Regions from separate parts of the Rattus norvegicus genome. Here region 2 is linked to region 1. The links are chromatin contacts, called in public Hi-C maps. All regions are on one chromosome and are shown on one strand. The core of a region is the stretch at or near the end of the contact, and the rest is flanking DNA. Distances in the headings are between cores, read along the strand shown. Region 1 overlaps Sgms1 (sphingomyelin synthase 1). Region 2 overlaps Sgms1 (sphingomyelin synthase 1).

What was found. A called contact is a pair of places that touch in the nucleus more often than the background predicts.
Region 2: a contact with region 1 is called in a Hi-C map of liver, with 4 times the contacts expected there. The contact joins two enhancer-like sites. A contact is called at or near these places in 9 of 12 Hi-C or Micro-C datasets (the A7r5 cell line, the Rat2 cell line, frontal cortex and 4 more).

What each region holds. Positions count from the first base shown.
Region 1 is chr1:239,461,567-239,464,995 of GRCr8, forward strand. All of the region lies in intron 5 of Sgms1 (sphingomyelin synthase 1), which reads right to left. Among named protein-coding and RNA genes, the nearest start is that of Asah2, 110 kb to the left of the region's middle. Within about 2 kb of position 1,690, at least 18 of the 93 cell types and tissues checked have an H3K27ac peak or open chromatin away from gene starts, as enhancers often do. A contact at or near this core is called in liver, where this site is marked.
Region 2 is chr1:239,603,550-239,606,942 of GRCr8, forward strand. All of the region lies in intron 2 of Sgms1 (sphingomyelin synthase 1), which reads right to left. Among named protein-coding and RNA genes, the nearest start is that of Sgms1, 68 kb to the right of the region's middle. Within about 2 kb of position 1,557, at least 13 of the 93 cell types and tissues checked have an H3K27ac peak or open chromatin away from gene starts, as enhancers often do. A contact at or near this core is called in liver, where this site is marked.

The DNA.
Region 1 (3,429 bases), core at 440-2,939:
GATACACCGCCCCCCCCCAAAAAAAAACAAAAAGAAAAAACACCAACCTTTACAAAAGGTGTGCACCAGAAAGAGAGAAGAGGGAAAAAAAAATAAGCCCAGTTCATTTATATTTTATTTAAAACAAGAACACACGACTAAGTATTTTGAGTCTAGTTACACACTATAAACAATCTAGCCAGTAAACTACACGTTCTTTTGTATAAACACAGAGCTGGCAAGCAAGCAGGTCCGATGGCGATGTGTCAGAAAATCTGATCCAGGCCAGTCTCTCCTTTTACAGCCAATCCCAGCAGGAAGGTCTGCAGTGTTTAACAAAGCTCAGGGAATCCACACCATTTACTAATCTGAAGGTTTCATTCATAAGTACTCCACACTAACACACAGTTTTCAGCTGAGGAGAATAGCAGTTTGCCCAGAAAAGGATTTTACTGTTTGAAGAATGGATGAATACATATGGCGGGTTGTTACTAGTGTTGAGTGAGTCTGAACAGATCTTTCACTACCTCAGGTCCCACCTAAGAGCTACTAGATAAGCCCCGACAAGAACACCAGAATAGCGCACTGCATGCGGGGTTAACCAAAGAACCCCAAGGTTTCTAGGCCCAATAGTGTACTAAACACCTACATTTCAATCACTACGCACCCCAGACCATAAGTAAAGCATGCTCTAGCTAAACAAGGGAGGAATTATATCTTATACAACAAGCAAGTCCTACTTGGAACTAGGACATATGGAAGGAGTCAGTGTGTAAAAAAGCAGGTTAGTCTGTGTCCAGTTTAAATTAAAGCAACAGCCCAACATCATGCAAGGAAGACACAGTACCATCGACCAAAGTCTTTTTTTCTTTTCTTTTCTTTTTTTTTTTCTTTTCTTCTGAGCTGGAGACCGAACCCAGGGCCTTGCGCTTGCTAGGCAAGCACTCTACCACTGAGCTAAATCCCCAACCCTCAAAGTCTTTTTCTTAAGGACTCTGACAGACCTCGGGGAACCTGAGTGTGACAGGGACTTGCTCTACCTGAACATGACCCTAGCATTCACCCAAATCTTTAATAATACTTACGCTTCAGAATTTTTATTTCTTAATTGTGGGAAATATTAAAAACGAGTGAGGATAAATATTCAGAAATGTTCATAGAGGAGAAGGGCATGACAGTGCACACCTATAATCGCAGCACTCAGAAAGCTGAGGCAGGGGGATGGCAAGATGGAAGCTAGCCTGGCTTACAAAATCAATTTCAGGCCAGTGTGGGTACACAGCAAGACCCTGTCTCAAAACCCGACTGCTGTGGTCCAGCAATAAAAGGTGCCTCTTCACTATGGAATACATGTTATTTTAATGAGTGCAGAGTGACTTGTACACAGCAACCTGTCGTGGGGTTCATTTTAAGATGTATTTCCTTATCACAGATTTATACTTACATTTAGATATGTACATGTCCAGAAACATAGATATTCCATGTGGGAAGATGGGTAAGCAATGAGAGAGAACATGAAATCCTACCTTCTTACACATGATTTATGTGTCACAACTAGATATTCTATTCTTTCAAAAAAAAGGACTGGAACACAGAGGGAGAGCAGAGAGAGGGAAAACAGAACAAGAGTTGCCTAAGAATTCAAGTGCAGGGTGATATGTCCCTTTAACTGTGAGTGGCCACCAGGAACAGTGCCAAGGCTGCTGTGGGCTTACCACAACCCATCTTCCTGGAAACTTACATGGCTGGGACACTGGATAAACCCTGTTAATCCAGCAGTCTTGGCAGGGCCTCCAGGAAGCTGGTTAGCAGCTGCCTCCCCAAGACCATAGCAGGCATTTTCACTACCAGGCCAGGGGCAAGCTCCTTCCCTCCGGAGCCCCAAGACCTTCCTAAGTGCCAAAACTCCAGTACTCTTGAGAAAGACACAGCAGGCCACCAAGATCTACCATAGCCCAGACAGACTCTACTGGTCCTGTCCTAGACACGGAGACACGGGTTTCTAGAATACAGATTTAGAACAACAACTACAAAACAAACAAACAAACAAACAAACAAAAAACCTACCATGATGGTTGTAGTGGTGGAGGCCTTTAACCCAGCACTTAAGAGGCAGAGGCAGGTGCTTATCTGTGAGTTGGGGGCCAGCCTGGTGTTCAGAGTTAGTTCCAGGACAGCCAGGGATACACATTGAAACCCTATCTTGAAAAAACCAAACAGAAACAACAAAAACTTTCCCCAGTGCTGTAAAATAGTTACAGACAGCAGCCATGAGCCATAGAAAAGAATCTGACATGGCCTGCCCAATCTGTAGCAGGTCCCTAAAAACCCAGACTGGAAAGACGTCTGATGTTCTTAGTTTGTCTGTGTTACTGAGGCTACTCTAAGGTCATGAGACTCGGTGTAGAAACTTCCATGCTGTCACCTACTTGTCCCCTGCCCCACCTGGACACTATCAGAGGCTGAGCTGGACTGAGGCACGAACGGCTCAGAGACCATTCATTAATGTACCGCCTCCCTGGACCATCAACACTGAGATTTACTTAGTAACATCCTTAGTTATTAGATGCTTTGTTCAGGGTGTTGAGTGTACTGCTCTTCTTATTGAGATGAATCAACATAAAGACAAATATTCAATTGAGAACTTAGGACCTAGATGTTGGGTTGGGGGGAATTGCTCAGCTGGTAAAGTGCCTGTCACACAAGCAGACGGATCTGTGTTTGGATCCTCAGCACCCAGAGTGGAGAGAGGTTACGAGAGACACACGGCACATACACAAACATACATAGTGGGACTAAGTCCTGTGTGTGGTATAGGAGGCACTGACTAGGAACACTGATTGCAGGACCACTTGGGTGGAAAGTGTTCTGAAAACAAGTTAAGGCTGCAGGCGCTGCTGGAGCTTCTCCTCGCCAAAGTGAAATTTCCCGTCTCCTGTGCTTTGGTGAGACGGTGGGCAGACAGCTGGAAGAAGGTCAACTTGGGGCGACTCCGTGAGTTTCTTCCCTTACTATTTTCAGCTCATTTCAGATTAAACTGCTCTTGGCATTAAGGACCTGCTTTTCCTCGTTATCTGAAGAGCTAGCAGCTTTCGTTTTGAGATGATAAATGCTCTACGAAAGGACGGTGTCCATCACCGCTGGGAATTCCTGCAACCACTGCTGCGGTATGCATGCCACGCCCTCCACAGATCCTGTGATTAAGCCCCTGGCCCTTGATTCCTTCAGGGAAGAGGGCCCTTCAGGGGAAGTAGCTACTGGAGAGGAAATTCTTATGTGTTATATCCTGGACCTGGCTCCTTCCCTTTTAAGGTGTCTCTGTACACTGTTACAGAAGTGAGAAAGTCACTACTGCTAGATTATACACTAAAAAAACACTGCAATCTGGGATTGGGAAATTTAGCTCACTGGGAGACACTTACCTATCAAGCATGGGGCTCTCTCTGGCTT
Region 2 (3,393 bases), core at 307-2,806, 140 kb after region 1:
CAGCTTGGTAGAAATTCTTATGTATGTGTTCTTCAATTTACATTTGCTCTTGTTATAAGAGAAAAGGCTGAACATGTTAATGAGGATCCTAAACTACATGAAAAATAGCTGTTTAATAAAGCCTGAACACTGACAATCTGCCCCACACTGCACACAGAGTCGGAGTGAATGTGAGCTGTGTAATTCTTAATGCTTGTTTTTCTTTTAAGGCAGGGTTTCTCTCTTTAGCCCTGGCTACCCTGGTGTTCACTCTGTAAACCAGGCTGGCCTCAACCTCAGAGATCAACTCACCTTTGCCTCCAGAATGCTAGGATTAAAAGGTGTGCCCCACGCTACCTGGCCTGTTCCTCCTGCTTATTCAGCCTGAGCCCCAATCCCATGGAATGGTACCTCTTACATTTAGGATGGATCATGCTACCTTAACTTAATAATCTCGAAAGTTCTGCACGGACGTGCAAAGTGGTTTGTTTCTATGGGGACTTTAAATCCAATCGGGTTGGCAACCAAGATTATCAATCACATCATGGTTAAAGTTTAAGGAAGCATGTCCTTATTTCTTCTCAAATGTGAGTGATCAATTATCTGGGAGCATCACAAATGGGCTACAAACTGTTTATAGTAACAAACATGACAGAAGAAAGGTTTTAATTCTATCTGTTATCATGTGGTAGGCCAAACAATGGCCTATTGAATGGGATTTACATCATAATTCCTAAAATCTACTCATGTTTCTTTACCAAGTAAAAAGGGAAGGCAGCAAGCCAAGGGGCTGAAGAGAGGGGCTTTTACAAATGCAATTAGGCTAAAGATATTTTATTGAAGAGTCCCGGTTTGTCCCTAAATACAGTCAAAGGTGTCCTCAACATGTAGGAACCATCCTGATACCAAATACAAGGGAGGTGGTGGGAAGACTGACCTCACAGAGACAAATAAACCAGCCCAAGAAAAGGGATTCTGGCAGTCACCACAAGCTACGAGAAGAAAGAACAGATTCTCCTAGACTCTGCAGAGAGGGAGGGACAGCCCTACTCACACCTTCACTCCAGACCATCAAAGCTGGTACTATACTCCAGGCCGTCAGAATTGTCAGAAAACACACTCATGATGCTTTCATTGCTGAGTCCCTGCATCCCCACGGCCACATGACTTACATTTAGGATCAATACTGCTTTCCATTTTGTGTTTCGAGTCCTAACTCACCTCTGTAACAACTGCCACTGAAGGCAAATGTTGAATAGCTTCTGTATTCAAGGCCCCTTGCGTTTCACAGCTCGTAAAATCTAATGGTCTGCAAGTCAGCAACTGCAACACTCAGTCCAGCTGTGCTAGCCACAGCCACAAAGGAGAAGCCTTTGACAGAAAGTGAAACACACACACAGCAAGAACACACAGAAGTCCCCATTAAATATTCTTCAATGAAGTCAGATTACCCTTGTCCTCAATAAAGTCCCCATTAACCTAGCTTTCTGAGGTTTCACCATCTACTTAAAAGAGTAGCCTAACTGATGACGAAATGCCCTGGAACTGGCCTGGGCCAGCAGGATTTAAGTGTCATTGACTGGTTAACCACATGGCCTTGGTCAAGCTGTTTGCCCTCTGTATGACTCAGGAATCTTATCTGGAAGACAGAACCATGCTTAATGATGTTTACATGCTTGCTCTGTGAACTAAACGTGGAGATTCAGTTCCTCTCATGTATTTGAAATGAATCCGTAGCCAATGAGTGAAAATTGAACACACAGAAATAATTATTTGATGATCACTCCTCCTCAGGAGGCCAGATCTACCTCCACCTCACTCCAAGCCTCATTCTTAGATCTTTGGGTTCACAAACTATAAACATTTAGCTAGCTGCACCCTGACAATGGCCTCAACAGAGAAAGGCGGTGGAATAGCTCCGGGTTATGCCTCTGGAGCACTGCTGTGGTATCTGGGTAAATGATGGGAGTTAGTAGTTCTAAGACATGTGCTCACTGCTGTGTTACCTCCATGGCATTCACTACAAGGTTTAGAGTTCTTGTTCTTGCAGGAACTCTCCTGCATTCATGGTCATCTGGACCGACCGAAGCAAAACACCATGAAAATCCTCTAATTGTGAGCCCCTGAAGCTCCTCCCGCCCGGAAGCCTTTGTCTTCCAGTCAGTCGTGCTCACAGCAGCACACCAAACCATTCTGATGAAGCTCAGTGAATCAGGAGTGCAGTGAGGCAGGACGGGCTCCACAAGTCACCAGTTGCCACCACCTCCAAGCGCCACCTGCTGCCACGTCTGATATCACAGCTTATCCTGCTGATTCTGAAGGTAGAGAGCATCACACCCTAGAGCAAATGTCGGCTCACCATATGACCACACATCTGGACAGACATCACACCTGATTCCTAACAAGGAAGCTTCCGCAGGGTGTGGTGGCACATGCAGATGATGCCCAGGACTTGAGAGATAGAAGATGGAGAATAAAGAATTTAACACCAGCCTGGACTCCATAGCAAAACGGACTTACGACAACACAAGGGCTGGGATGTAACTCAATGATTGATGGAGCAAGTATTTGCCTAATATGTCAAGGCTTTCAATTGAGTGCCTACAAAAGACAGACAGACAGACACAGAGACAGGTAGACAGAGAAACAGTAGCCCCCAGCTTTACTGTCTTAGGCATCAATACCATCTTTCAGCAGAAATAAACACGATTGAAGGAACGGAGCAAGAAAACAATAAGTCTCGATGCTGGCTACATTTAAAAAGAAAAACAGCAGTAATAAGATTCCCTTGCCAGGGACAAATAGATGGAGGCTCGAATAGCCCCGCTCCAGCAAATACACACACTAGACTCTCCTGGTCTACAGAGACCATGGTGAGACACAGCAAAATCCTGAGAGACTCCCAATTCAGAAAAAGAAGCTCAAGCTAATGAAAGGCTTAGCGGTAATGGTTTCTCAGAAGCATTTCCTTTTTATTGTTATTTTTGAAGTACATGTTAAATATCCAAATGCTAATGGACCCACCCTGTAGCTTGGAGGATGAAAAGTCAGAGAGCTGAGAGAGTAGCTTTGCGTGCACGCATGTGCGCGTGCACAGACACACACACACACACACACACACACACACCCTTCCACATCAGTATGCTCACATCTTTTCACTAAAGGCAGAGTTAGAACACAGAATAGTAATGCAGATAAATGGGTCTTGGATACCTCTAGTTAAATAGAAAAACAAAACAATCTTGCAGAATGGGGCCACAAAGAACATCCCACCACCATTTACTTACGTTCCCCAAATTCCGAACTTCCCACATAGTAGGTGAGAAGCAACAGGACAAAAACAATGCTTCCAAAGGAAGAGAAGAGCTCCCATCAGTGGGAACCTCACAGACACCAACTCTTGAGTCTTTAGAT